4 separate regions of the Sus scrofa genome follow, and regions 1, 2 and 4 are each linked to region 3. The links are chromatin contacts, called in public HiChIP or PLAC-seq and promoter capture Hi-C maps. All regions are on one chromosome and are shown on one strand. Each heading gives the region's core, a stretch centred on a gene start, on an enhancer-like site or on the middle of the called end of the contact. The rest is flanking DNA. Distances are from core to core; before and after follow the strand shown.

What was found. Promoter capture Hi-C pulls out the DNA fragments that hold promoters and counts their contacts. HiChIP or PLAC-seq counts read pairs in DNA pulled down with a chosen protein or histone mark.
Region 1: a contact with region 3 is called in an H3K27ac HiChIP or PLAC-seq map of skeletal muscle, with 5 times the contacts expected there. The contact joins the promoter of LARP1 here to the promoter of LOC100514500 in region 3. A contact is called at or near these places in 1 of 5 promoter capture datasets (liver), 3 of 47 Hi-C or Micro-C datasets (omental adipose tissue, skeletal muscle and subcutaneous adipose tissue) and 1 of 2 datasets of contacts at active chromatin or transcription factors (skeletal muscle).
Region 2: an H3K27ac HiChIP or PLAC-seq map of skeletal muscle shows a contact between it and region 3, with 12 times the contacts expected there. The contact joins the promoter of CNOT8 here to the promoter of LOC100514500 in region 3. A contact is called at or near these places in 2 of 47 Hi-C or Micro-C datasets (both in liver) and 1 of 2 datasets of contacts at active chromatin or transcription factors (skeletal muscle).
Region 4: a promoter capture Hi-C map of liver shows a contact between it and region 3, with 6 times the contacts expected there. The contact joins the promoter of MRPL22 here to the promoter of LOC100514500 in region 3. A contact is called at or near these places in 1 of 5 promoter capture datasets (liver) and 1 of 47 Hi-C or Micro-C datasets (skeletal muscle).

The regions. Positions count from the first base shown.
Region 1 is chr16:68,449,920-68,452,921 of Sscrofa11.1, forward strand. It overlaps LARP1 (la-related protein 1), which reads right to left and starts at 1,686. Exons shown (of 19, transcript XM_021076708.1): 1 at 864-1,686. The coding sequence starts at 1,302.
Region 2 is chr16:68,350,653-68,353,569 of Sscrofa11.1, forward strand. It overlaps CNOT8 (CCR4-NOT transcription complex subunit 8), which reads right to left and starts at 1,368. Exons shown (of 7, transcript XM_013984900.2): 1 at 1,247-1,368.
Region 3 is chr16:71,275,325-71,278,700 of Sscrofa11.1, forward strand. It overlaps LOC100514500, which reads left to right and starts at 1,405. Exons shown (of 2, transcript XR_002339616.1): 1 at 1,405-1,527. It overlaps G3BP1 (G3BP stress granule assembly factor 1), which reads right to left and starts at 760. Exons shown (of 12, transcript NM_001205405.1): 1 at 630-760.
Region 4 is chr16:68,277,777-68,281,115 of Sscrofa11.1, forward strand. MRPL22 (39S ribosomal protein L22, mitochondrial) reads right to left here and starts at 1,327. Exons shown (of 7, transcript XM_021076707.1): 1 at 1,231-1,327. GEMIN5 (gem-associated protein 5) reads left to right here and starts at 1,445. Exons shown (of 28, transcript XM_013984899.2): 1 at 1,445-1,695; 2 at 2,489-2,649. The coding sequence starts at 1,530.

The DNA.
Region 1 (3,002 bases), core at 436-2,935, 2.8 Mb before region 3:
GCCCGAGGGCCGGCGGCGCGGCGCATGGCGCCCAACTGTCACCCGCCCGCCCGGCCCCGCCACTCCCTCGCCCGCCGCCGCACGCCCCTCGCGTCGCCGCATGCCCCCTTACTCGCCTTACATTTCCCCCTTACTGGATCCCCGCACACTCGCCATCCAGAGGCATGGTCTAAAGGCGGAAGGTCCCCGGGAGCAGACAGGGAAAGCACCCAATTCAGGGACATGCTGGGTTTCCTTTCCTCCCGATTCTCCCTGCAATAGACCCCTCAACCTTTCGCCAGTAGCCATTCTACCGCCTAACACTATGTGCTCGAGCAAAAAACTTAACTTTTAAATCCCGAATCCTTGTGGTCGGTATAAACTCGTCGCCGGGTGTTTTGCTGCCCATGACATATGCTCATTAAACATTTACAACATAGGGACAATCGCAACGCCACCAAAACGGACAGCAAGGGGCGAGGTGGGAAGAGGGGGCTTCCCGAGAAATGTTTCAGGCTACAAACAGTCTCCTACACAAACACGCGGTGGGAGGGAAAGGGCTTTTTTCACCGAAACCAGCGCCCACCCTCTCCCGGCGAGGTAGGCCCGAACCACGCCGTTGCCCACTAACCGCTGCGGCCCGGGCGGTGGCTATAGCCTCCCGGAGGCCGGGCCCTCCGGTAGGGACAGGTTCCCGAGCATGCTGGGGGGCAGGGTATGGCGACCTAAATTAAAGGGAGCTAATAAAAAAAAAAAAAAAAAAAAAAAACCCGAGTCACCAGGACCAGTGGCGGACCCCCGGGCCCTGGAGGCCGCTGGGGGAGGGGACGCCTAAGGCCCCGGAAGAGGCCCCCGAACCCAAGATCACAAGCAGGGAGACCCACCTGGAGGAGACTGTCCGTTCACGGTGGCCAGGACCGGCGGCAGCGCGTTCTTAGTCCACGGGTTCACCTTGGGCGGAGGGGCCTCCACGAAGTCTCGGCGCCCGGCGCCCGCGGCTCCCGCAGCTCCTCCGCCAGCGCCCGGCTCGCCGCCGCCCTCTTCTCCGTCGCTGACTGCCAGGCCCTCGGCGCCGGGAGGCTGCGGCGGCCGCGGGCTCTCGCGCTCCAGCTGCCCGGTGCCCTCCTTGTGCGGCTTGGCGTAGGGCGGCCGAGGTCTCCGGGCGCCGCCGTCCGGCTCCCCCCCTCCGACGTCGTTCGCCCCGGGCTCGCCCTTGCCCTCGGGCGGCGGCGGCGGCGGCTTCTTCCTCACCAGCCCCCCGTGCTCTTCGGCCTGCAAGAGCGGGGTGCCCCCCGGCAGCAGCGGCTCCACCTGAGTGGCCATCTGCGCGCCCGCCCCCCCGGAGAAGCCGGGCGCGCCCGAGGCTGCCTCCCCCGCCTCGAACTTGGCTCTCAGAGCCCCCGCGACTCCTTCCTCCGGGGCGCTGGGCCCCAGTGCCTGCGGAGAAGGGTCCGGGTTCACGCTAGGCGCGGCCCCCCTCCCGGTCGGATGCAGCCGCCGTAAATCCAAGGCCTGCTGGCGGGGCGGGGGGGGGGAGGAAGGCCCCCCACTCTGCGGTCCAGGCCTCCTCGGCGCGCGTCCCCCCCGCCCGTTCCTCGCAAGGCGCCCCCACCCCGAGCCTGGCAAGCTTCTCGTCCCGTCCCTCCCTCCCCCCCGCCCCCGGGGCGGCCCGGGCTTCCCGGCTCGGGGGCTGCAGCAATATGGACGGACGGGGGAGAGGCGCGGCGAGCCGAGCTGACCACGCGATCCGCGGCAGGCGGCGGGCGGGCACGCGCCTCGCGACGCAGCGGGCGGGGGAGGGGAGGGCGCAGCGGGGGCGCGCCCGCTAGGGCCGGCCCTGGGCGACGAACGGGCGAAGGCGGCGGGAGCGCGCCCGTACGGCCCCGCGGCCCCGCCCCTCGCCCCGCCCCTCGCCTCCAATTTCTCGGCGCACCTCCGGCGCTGGCTGGTGAGGGGTACTCAGACCCGACGGGGGCGAGCACGTGCCTGATGCAATTCGGAAGGGGGGTGGGGCAGTGAGCCGGGCTAGAGAGAAGGGGTGGTAAAGTGGGGGAAGTGTCTTAAAGAGGTAGCGCGTGAGAGCGGCAGCAGGTGGAGCACATGGGAACCGGCCACGCGGCCGGCTGGGCCTGCTCGCGCTCTTTACGTTGGGTGCGCCAGATTCCAGGGAAGGAGCCATTAATGTCACCCTCGATTTAAGGGATGGTGGAGGGGGGTGCTGCCGGCTCCCTGGCGTCCTGTGGGCCTGGCTCCTCCAAGCCCCGCCTGGGTGACCTTGGGAGAGCCTGTCTCACCTCCGCGGACTGTGCTCGGCTCCTCCCCGCCGCCCCGGCCGGGGACACTGCCCCGAGTTGGATTCGACGCCCGGTCTGGAAGGCGGGCCTTTACCCCTTGGGGGCATCGCGCGCGCCTAGGAAGTGAGCTGGGGATAACCAAGCGCTCCCAACCCAGCCAAGTTCTGAAACCAAGTTTTATGGGCAGAAAATGTCTTTTTTGTCAAGTGGATTTCATTTTTTATAAAGATTGCTTGGGGCAGAGATGAACCAATGCCCGAATGAGACTCAGGAGTTCTGAGATTTTTATACTGACCTTGATCCTGCCCTTTACCAACTCTGCAGTCTTTGGGCCTCAGTTTCCCTACTGTAAAATAAAGAATGGTGTGACAGCGGTTCCAAATTTTAGTGCACATTCAATTAAATAAATATTTACCGTGGAGGTCCTAGGAAACAGAGTTTGGAAATAAACCAGGCTAACAAAGTCCCTATCCTCACGGAATTTACATTCTAAGATGGTGAGAAAGACAACAAACTGAGAAACAGGTGCTTGTCTTGCATCTAAGACAATAATTTACAGTAATAGGTTAGACTAGATTAGTTTCAATGATGAGGGAAAACCCTGAATGCAGATTCCAAAGCATTTGGATCCAGAAATCTGCATATCTAACAAGACCCTTGGGTGCTTGTGGTTCCACACTTCACTTGGAGAAGTCCTGGCCTCTGGCTAGATGGGATCCCACCCGCTTA
Region 2 (2,917 bases), core at 118-2,617, 2.9 Mb before region 3:
TTCTGCCTTAAGCTTCCTTTCCGGCAAACAATTGTTTGTGGGTGGGCCAGCACCCCCAAACCGAGTCTGGGTGACGTCCGCCGAGGCCCGCCTCCCTCCTCCCACCCTCGCCGGTTTGGGCAGCCAGCATTACCATAGCAGCCAGCCCGCTGGGGTTTGCTCGGGTAACAAAGAAGACGCTGCCCGGTGGGGGAGGCACTGGGCCAGCGCTGCCGCCCTCCCGCTTTCGGAGAACCTCCGAGACCTGGCGGACGCTAGGCGAGCTCGTGGGATCCTCCATACGAGAGCAGTGGTGCCCCGGCCTCGCTTAGCAGTATCCTTTTAGCCCCCACCTTCCCTCCGATTCACTGTGAATCCTATTTGAGAAGAGAGCTCTTTGCCAACACCTGTCCTTGGCAGTATTTGACCAGGCGGGGAAGGTTCAGCGCTGCCTCGCGTTCTCCAGCTGTGGGAGAGAAGACAAAGCGCTGGTTTCCCGCACACAGCTGACAATTCCAGGCCGCCCTCAGTCACCGGCTCAGAAACTCCACTCTATCCCTGAGGGACGGTGCAGCAGACTCCGCAGAGCATGGCTCTAGTTACACTCCTAGATGCCTCCACTCGAAGGGGGCTGCTGATAAGTGGATTTCAAATTCACCCCCGAATCACTGCGCCTTTCTACGTTTAAACATTACCTCCTAAAAGCAATCTCTAAAACCCCACATCCGTTTCCCAGGCTGGAGGCAGGGCAAGCCTTCATCGGCAATTCTAACCTAGAGTCCCAAAGGCTAGTCTCCAGGAAAGTGCACTCCCAACCCATCAAATGCACCTTCTGAACACGCCTCCTCTTCTCCCCTCCTGATGAGTCTGTTTCCTTCTCCCATAACATAGAGATATGAGTAACAATCTCACACAATGTCTGTGTTAATACATAGGAAAACCACACCGCACTAAGGAAGATATATAAGTGTATTCAACCAAGAAATGTTCCTAGGCGTTCCCTTCGCAGCTCACTGGTTAACGAACCATGAGGTTGCGGGTTCGATCCCTGGCCTTGCTCAGTGGGTTAAGGATCCAGCGTTGCCGTGAGCTGTGGGGTAGGTTGCAGACGCCGCTCAGATCCGGCGTTGCTGTGGCTCTGGTGTAGGCCAGCAGCTATAGCTCCGATTGGACCCCTAGCCTGGGAACCTCCATATGCCTCAGGTGCGGCCCTAGAAAAGGCAAAAAGACAAAAAAAGAAAAGAAAAAAGAAGTGTTTCTGGCCTGCCTCAGTTTGTCATCCGTGAGATATCCAGTCTGTGTTAGTGCTGCAGACTTAATCATTCTGTTCAGCAATACTGTGCCGAGAAAGCAGGCAAGACGCTCCTTTCCCCCGTCCTGTGAGTTTCTAATGTCCTTTCATACACTTGTAATTACTTTCAGGAGAGGATAGCCCTCTGGGGATCTAGTCATGTGAGGAACAGCTTGTTTTTTCCTGCAGCACTGGTCCTGGTGTCTGCTGAAACAATCAAACAGGAAACACACTCCATCTCCTACCCCACAATACCCCCTCTCCCAGAACTGTGTTCATTTCTCAGGTTACTGAAGGTAAAGGTAAAATGAACACACTGATCGCTTGTATTTCCAGAGAACTTGGAGTATTTGTGGAACAACGGATTTTATGTTGCACTTAGGCTATTGCAAAACTGGAACAATTGTGTAAACCGCTGATGGCAGGGAGAAGCACCAAAGGAATCAAAGGGTAGGTGGAAAAGAACATAGTCAATAATATAATTTCACATTTTAAGGGAAATGCAGCGACACTGGATCCTTAACTCAACCTGCTGCGCCACAAGGGAACTTCCAAAACGATTGTTTTTGAACTACAGACTATGGAAAGTAAGGCTTGAACACATCTTCTCAGCTGGGGGAGTATAGGTATAAAAAAACAGAAACATTGGTTGCAAAATGGGTCTCTGTAAGAACCAGGCAGGCTGATATCCTTAGCTAGACAAACCTTTCTATTATTACCAATTCTAAGTAAATCTAACAAGGTACATTTCTTAAGCTAGGAAATGTGTAGGAAAAGCTAAAATACATATTTGTGTTTGAAATATTTTGAAAGTGGGGCAGAAGGTAAATGCCTCCAGGCATATAATACCACTCACTCCATGAGCCCAAGTTTCAAAACTCTTTTTTTCTTTCTGCTTTTTAGAGCCGCATCTTTGGCATATGGAAGTGGGAACTATATTCTTTTCCTACACCAGAGCCACAGCAACTCAGGATCTGAGCTGAGTCTGAGACCTACATGACAGCTCACAGCAACACTGGATCCTTACCCAGCTGAGCAGGGTCAGGGATCAAACCTGCAACCTCATGGATACCAGTCAGGTTCGTTATTGCTGAGCCACAACAAGAACTCCCTCAAAATTCTTTTTTTTTTTTTTTTCTTTTTGGCCACACCCTTGGCATATGGAGTTTCCCAGGCTAGGAGTCAGATTAGAGCTGTAGTTGCTGGCCTACACCACAGCCATAGCCACGCAGGATCTGAGCCACACCTGCGACCTATACCACAACTCCTGGCAACGCTAGATCTTTAACCCACTGAGCAAGGCGAGGGATCGAACCTGCATCTTCATGGATGCTATTCAGTTTTGTTTCCGCTGAGCCAGGACAGGAACGCTCCCCTCAAACTTCTTTACATTCCTTAGAGTAATGCTGACATACCTAGATGCCTATCAATTGAGTAATACCATTGTTACAGTGCCCTTGGCCTCAAGCTTAGCCAGGGTCAGTCGCCTTATTTAATGTTGTTTTTTTATCAGATCATATATATATCTTTACATTCAACTGAAGAGTGCACCCAGCTGGCTTTTTTCCTTGGCATTGGTGGAATTAACTTCCAGCTTTTGAAATATGTTGTCCCCACTTTTCCTGTGTTACAGAAAAACCTTCTGAC
Region 3 (3,376 bases), core at 155-2,654:
CTACCTCATCGGGACATTGCGGGACTAAAGGGGAAACACACAAGGTGCGCACGACTGTGCCTGGCACAGAGGGAGGGCTTAGAAGATGAGTAGTTAGTACTATCATCATTCGACATCCACGAAGTCGCTGCTTACCCTTCACTCGCTGTAAAAGCTTGGGGGGCAGCACTTCTGCTTCCCGAGTCCAGAAATTCTCATCGCACTTTCGTGCCCCCCCCCCCCCATAAAAGCCTTCTCTGGTCTGGGATTAAGCTGGAGCTACAGCCAGGAAAGGACTCGGATGGCGCGTGGGGGTGCGGGCGGGAAAAGCTGGCGAGCTCGCCGCGCGGGGCCCCAGGCCCTCGAGAGCACTCTGGGGCTCGGGCGGCGGCTGCGGCTCGCTCTCGCCCCGCGTGGCCGTTGGGCGCGGCACGCGCACGCCGCGAACGCGGACACGGCCACGCGCGCCGGCCGGTGGGGGCGGGGGGCGGAGAGCTCCTGCGCGCCCGTGCGCCTGCCGCGCGCGCCTGCGGCCGTTGGGGCGGAGGTGGGGAGGGGGAGCTCGCACAGTCGCCGTTCGGACGTCTCCCTCTCACCTCTGCCCCAGCTCGCCCTCCTACCGGTCCAGCCCCGCCCACACCCTGCCGTACCTGCACGGCTGAACGGGAGAGGAACAAGCTCTGCTCCACCGCAAGGCAAAAGGCAAATACCCTTCACGCAACTGCGTCCGCACACACGCGTGCTCCGTCGCCGGGCTATATAACCGAGACTCAGACTAACTTGTTGCGGCCAAGTCGGGCAGGCTAGTGGCCAATCCCGACGGCGTCCTCTGAGCTCTTCGCGCAGCAATTGGGTACTGACTCAGGATGAAGGCGTGGCTCTTGATTGGCTTTGACTTTTGCCTATGAGCCTGTAAGGATCTCGTTTCCCTAGTGACGGATTGGCACTGAGAGAGACCAATAACGGAAAGGTACGGTGGGGAAGGGGCTGGGAACTTCTTTGACCGATATCCACGGTAGCCAATAAGTGCGTGCAGCCGTTCCCATTCGTTAAAACGTCTTCCCCTGGGCGGAGATCCGTTTTCCATGCAGGAGCGGTTGATCCACAAGGTGGGGCCCTTGTACTTTGGGGAAGTAAACCCCAAGCAACTAGGAGGTGGGCGCCAGGGTGGCTGGGGGGCCCCGGCCCAATCGCAGCGCGGAAAAGAGGTGATTGACGCCGGGGTTGAACGGTACCGAGGAGGCTGAGCCCCGGGGGCCGCCTTGCCTTCTGGGGAGGTTCTGAGGCTTTCTTGGCCCCGGCTTCTGTCCTTTTCCCTTTCCTTTCTTCACTTGTTGGGTGCGGTCCCTGAGGCCCCCTTCTCCCGCTTTTCCCGCACAATTTGGTACCAGCCGAACCAGATGGTGAAGTTTCCCGTTGCTTTATTTTATTTTTTTCCTCTTATGCCAACTTTTTTATTTCCACGCGGCCGCCTAAGGGCACTTGCTGGTTCTCAGCATTAGTCAGCACTATTACTGGACAACCGTTCAAGGAAAGCCAGAGGAGAAGGTAACTCCCGTTGTGTACCTAAGGGCTTGTAAAAAGGTCGCACGTGAAAACTGTTGACTTTGAGGACACTCGTTTCTACTCTGCCCTTCTGGGCAAGTGCTGCTGCAGGTCGGCTAGTGGGTGTTGACCGAGGAACAAGAGTTTGTTCATTCTCCCGGCAGCTTGGCCCTTCCTGTAACATCCTGTGCGTCACCACCATTGTCATTCCCATTTCCAGTTGCCCTAGGTGTGGGGCCTTATTTCTTGTAGTCGTTACATCTTGAAAAGGTAGTTTGTCAAACTCCTATGGACACCCCAAAGCGTCCCTAAAACACCAGAGGCTAAGTGACGCTCCAGCCCGGTCCTGTCCACGTCTTCTAGCCTTTTGTTAGGCCCTCTATTGGTCACCCTGAGCATTTCACATGGAAATACAGAGACACGCCTCGTTTGAGTCTCCTTTGCAGGCACGTGGTCCTGGGGAGGGTCTCAAAATTTTGTAAATTTGGAAATAATGCACGTGGAGCCTCTGCTGGGGGCGAAAGGACAGGGGAGGCAGCCTGGTGGGGTCGGGGTGCAGCCCCAGAAGCTAAATGGGAGCGTCCCTCTGCCCCCCGCCCCCCAAGCCCCACTCCTGCATCAGCCTCTCTCATTCAGCACTTAATGAACTCCAGGGGCTGGGGTCAGGGATGATCAAGATGCTGCTGACCCTGCTTGCTGCCACCCATTGAACAAACCAGGGCCTGGAAGCTCCTCCGCGAGCTCGGGGAAACTGGGGAAGGGGCATATGGGACTTTGGGGGCAAGGAAGGGATCTCGGCTCAGAGGAGAGGATCCGCCACAGGTTTTCTGATTTAAGGAACCTCCAGGATCTCGTTAGCCTTACTAAGGAATTTGGACTTTACTCGGAGGGAGATGAGGAGCCCGTGAAAGATTTCTTAAAAGGTGGACGAGGACATTTGCAGGTTTTTTTTTTTTTTTTAGGCCCCCCCCCCCAGCATATGGAAGTTCCCAGGCTAGGGGTCAAATCAGAGCTATAGCTGCTGACCTACAGCACAGCCGCAGCAACACCAGATCCGAGCCATGTCTGCGACCTGCACCACAGCTCATGGCAATGCAGGCTCCTCACTGAGCAAGGCCAGGGATCGAACCCACATCCTTAGAGATACTAGTTGGATTCGTTTCTGCTGCACCACAACAGGAACTCTGACATTCGCAGTTTTCAAGACAACTTTACAAACTGAACTGCTAATCAGAGCAGACTGGCTGTGAATCTTGGAATTCACAGATGAGGTTATTTAACCCAGGCAGCCTGTGATTGGGCTATTCTTAATCACATTTGGAGGGAATTTTAAATGATATAGCTGTTTTTGTAAGGCTCTTTGGCAATCTGTTAAAATTGTGTATGTGGGCGTTCGAGTCATGGCTCATCGGAAATGAATCTGACTAGCATTCATGAGGACGCAGGTTCAATCCTTGGCCTCAATCAGTGAGTAAAGAATCTAGTGGTACCTTGAGTTATGTAGGTCGCAGACGAGGCTTGGATCTGGTGTTGCCATGGCTGTGGTGTAGGCCACAGCTACAGCCTCAATTTGACCCCTATCCTGGGAACCTCCATATGCCACAGGTGCAGCCCTAAAAAAAAAAAGATAAAATTGTCTATACCACCCTTCTTGCAAAATAGACACATTTCTAGAGTGTTCATTATACGCACTGTCAGCTTTGTTAGGATATTTAGAAACTGAAAATGTAGTTGCTTATCAGTTTGCAAACAGATTAATCAGTGACATGCCGACAATATAGAATATTATGTAGCATTTTGAAGGAGAGCAAGATAGGAGTTCTCTCCTGGCACAGCAGGTTAAAGGTCCAGC
Region 4 (3,339 bases), core at 77-2,576, 3.0 Mb before region 3:
TGACTTAATAAAGGCTCCAACCTAGCGATTTTCCGGAAACTCGTCAGGATCCGGAAAAACTGGATAACACCTCACAAATGGCCTGAAGGGTTAGGAAAACAGAGACCGTGAACAAGCCAATTAACCTGGGAAGGTTTCGGTTTTGTTGTCAGTAAAACAAATAAGTATCCCTATGGCACTGGCTAGTAAAGATCACTAGAGATCATGTGAAAGCTCTTTTAAAGAACATGCAAACTACTAGGTATAAAATAAGCTACAAGGATCTATTGTACAGCACAGGAAATATAGCCAATATTTTATAATACTTTTGAATGGAATCATTACAAATTGTGAATCGTTGTACACCTGAAATTAATATAATATTGAAAATATTTGATAAATAAATGAAAACAAGAGTTCCCGTCAGGGCGCAGCGTAAAGGAATCTGGTTTGTTCCCTGGCCTCGCTCAGTAGGTTAAGGATCCGGCGTTGCTGTGGCTATGGCCTAGGCCAGTGACTACAGCTCCGATTCAACCCCTATCCTGGGAACCTCCATATGCCGCGGGTGTGACCCTAAAAAGCAAAAATAATAATAGTAGTAAAATAAATAATTGAAAATAAAGAACAAGCAGTTCAAATACAAAGTATGATGCTCCAGGTTCACCTCCAAGAGCTAAGAGTTAATAATCGTCAGGCACTTGCTGCCAAATATGGCCAGTAGGCATTTGACTAAATCTCATGTATTCCCCACAGCAATCCAACAAGGCCTGGATTATCATCTTCCTTCTTCAAATGAGAAACAGGTTTAGGATAGGTTAAAGTCTCAGACAACTGGAAAAAAGAGGTCAATCTAGGGTTGGATGCCTCCAAAGTTATGGTCGTACCCACATCCAAATATATTTGACCTCCCTTTATTTGCAGAGATATCTCAAATTTTATTTGCTGGGTATGCCGGAGTTCAAGATACCCAATGCAAACATGCAATAGGGAGTAGAAGAGTGTAAGTACAGAATCTGAGCATTTTAGGATGTTTGAGCTGGAAGGGAACTTCCGTTCTTTTTCCTCCACAGCACTTAACATATAGTCCCTTCACAGAGTTGACGGGTAATCAGATCAAAAGAGTCACTATTCTGCTTTTACTTGAGTATCAAAAACCCAGAGACAGAATTTTCACCCAGTTGCGGAAACCCTTTAAAAAAAATATTTGATGGGATAGGGGTTGAATAGGTCCAGGGAAAAAAGCGTTCTAACCTCTTAATTGCTGTGAGAAGTGAAAAATGCCTAACCCCTGGGCTGGGCTCCAGCCGCCCTAGACGCTCCAGCCGCAGGCGAGGTTCCGCGGCGGAGCGCCGCGCTCTGGACCCCGCCCTTCCCAGCCCAGCGACACCAGTAGCCGAGCCAGCGGTGCGGCCTGGACCTCCGCGCGCGCCGTAGCGGCGGGCCCGAAGGGGCGGGGCTCCGAGTCAACCCCGCCCCTTCCTGGCTACAGCGTGGGGCTACGAAAGGTCTGCGCAAGTAGTTGCTTCCCTCATCCCTGGGTGGCAGTGATCATGGCTCAGGAACCGCGCACGCTGCCGCCCTCCCCTAACTGGTACTGCTCCCGATGCAGCGATGCCGTGCCCGGGGGCCTCTTCGGCTTCGCGGCACGGACCTCCGTCTTCCTTGTCCGCGTGGGCCCAGGCGCGGACGCGATACCAGGGACGCCCCCATTTCGAGGTAATTCCCCACCTCTTGGCCCCAGCCCTCTTGCCCTTCCTGAGTTCCCTGCAGGCTCCGAGTGGGCATTTCTAGCCACCCCCATCTCTTTAGATGAGGAAACTGAGGCTCGGGAAGGAGAAGGGTCTCCTTACGGCCAACTAAGCTGACTCGCGTCCCAGTCTACAAGGCTGAGCTATACACCACGCTGTGGCCGAGCGGTCCCGCCTCCTGGCGCTCTCACGTGGATCCTCTGCTTACTGAAAAGTTAACCCTGTCTCTTTTCAGATATTTAGAACATCTAGGCCTTCCTCCCCAACCCAGTGCGTGCGGGCCCCCTGAGAGCTCCTTGGGGTTGAGGGCTGCCTAATAGCTGCACGCCTTAAGGGAGATCTTGCAAATTTATGATACTAATTTCTGTAAGATGAAGGACTTGAGCCGGATGCTTTCAGGCTCCAACCCAGGTTTTGCTTATGCCTTAGGATATGGGATGCCAGATATTTATTCTGTTCCAAACGATGTCTGGCTAGATCTAGATAAGAATCTCTTTTACTTGCTTCCACTGAGCTGCTCCTCAGTCTGAGAACTGGGCATATCAAGGGATATGAACAGCATTTTATAGATTTGAGAAGACTGAGGCCCAAGGAGATAAAAAAGACATGTCTAAACCCAGGTAAAGGCAGTACCAGCACTTGGGGTCTCTAATTGTGAGTTCTTCCATGGGCTAAGTGAAGTCTCAATCACCACTTAACAGTAAGATTCTGCCAAGGAAGCTTAGGTAGCACTTTAACCTGGAATCTGATTTTGCTTGAAGTCATAGGGGAGTTGGTGGGACACACCGAAAGGGTCTCTGGCTTCACATTTTGTCATCACCTGGGTCAATACAACCTCTGTGCCACCAGCTCTGACGATGGGACTGTGAAAATCTGGGATGTAGAGACAAAAACAGTTGTGACCGAACATGCACTCCATCAGGTACCGTGGCTTACTAGTTTCTCAGGCCATTATTATATATCTGCCAGAGTTCTCTTGCTTCAAGTATAGTTTTGCTAGCTTATCTGTGCAAGTAATTGTTTTCGTTCATTAGATAAGCTCTATATGGTAAGATACTTAAAAACTTTTCTGGAAGGAGGTGAATATAAATAAGAGGTCAGCAAACTGCACTGCTGCCTCCTTTTCCAAACTGTTTTACTGGAATATAATCACAGTTGTTCATTTAAGTACCTTCTACAATTTTAAGTATTGGCTGCTTGCATGCGACAATGGCAGAGTTAAGTACTTGCAACAGAGACAGTACGGCCCACACAGTCTAAAATATTTACTCTCTGGTTCTTTACGTGAAAATGACTCCCAATATAAACTATAAGTGAATGAAACTTGTTTCCAAACTAGGTGATTAATTGTATATCTGCTTTTTGAGAGAATGTAGGAAAGGAAAGAACTCCTTTTTAGTAAGAACTTTGCATTAATCTATAAAAGGAAAAAAAAAAATGTAAATGGTCCTTTGATCCCCAGTAGCCTAAATTCTCCTATCATTTGGTTATGATGTAGTCTTGCTATACAAGTGGAACTCACAGTATATATTAAGTACCTGTCATGTGCCTAGCATTGTACAGGTTAAAAACTAAAAATTTAGCATTGACAAATAAGAAGCAAATAATTTTT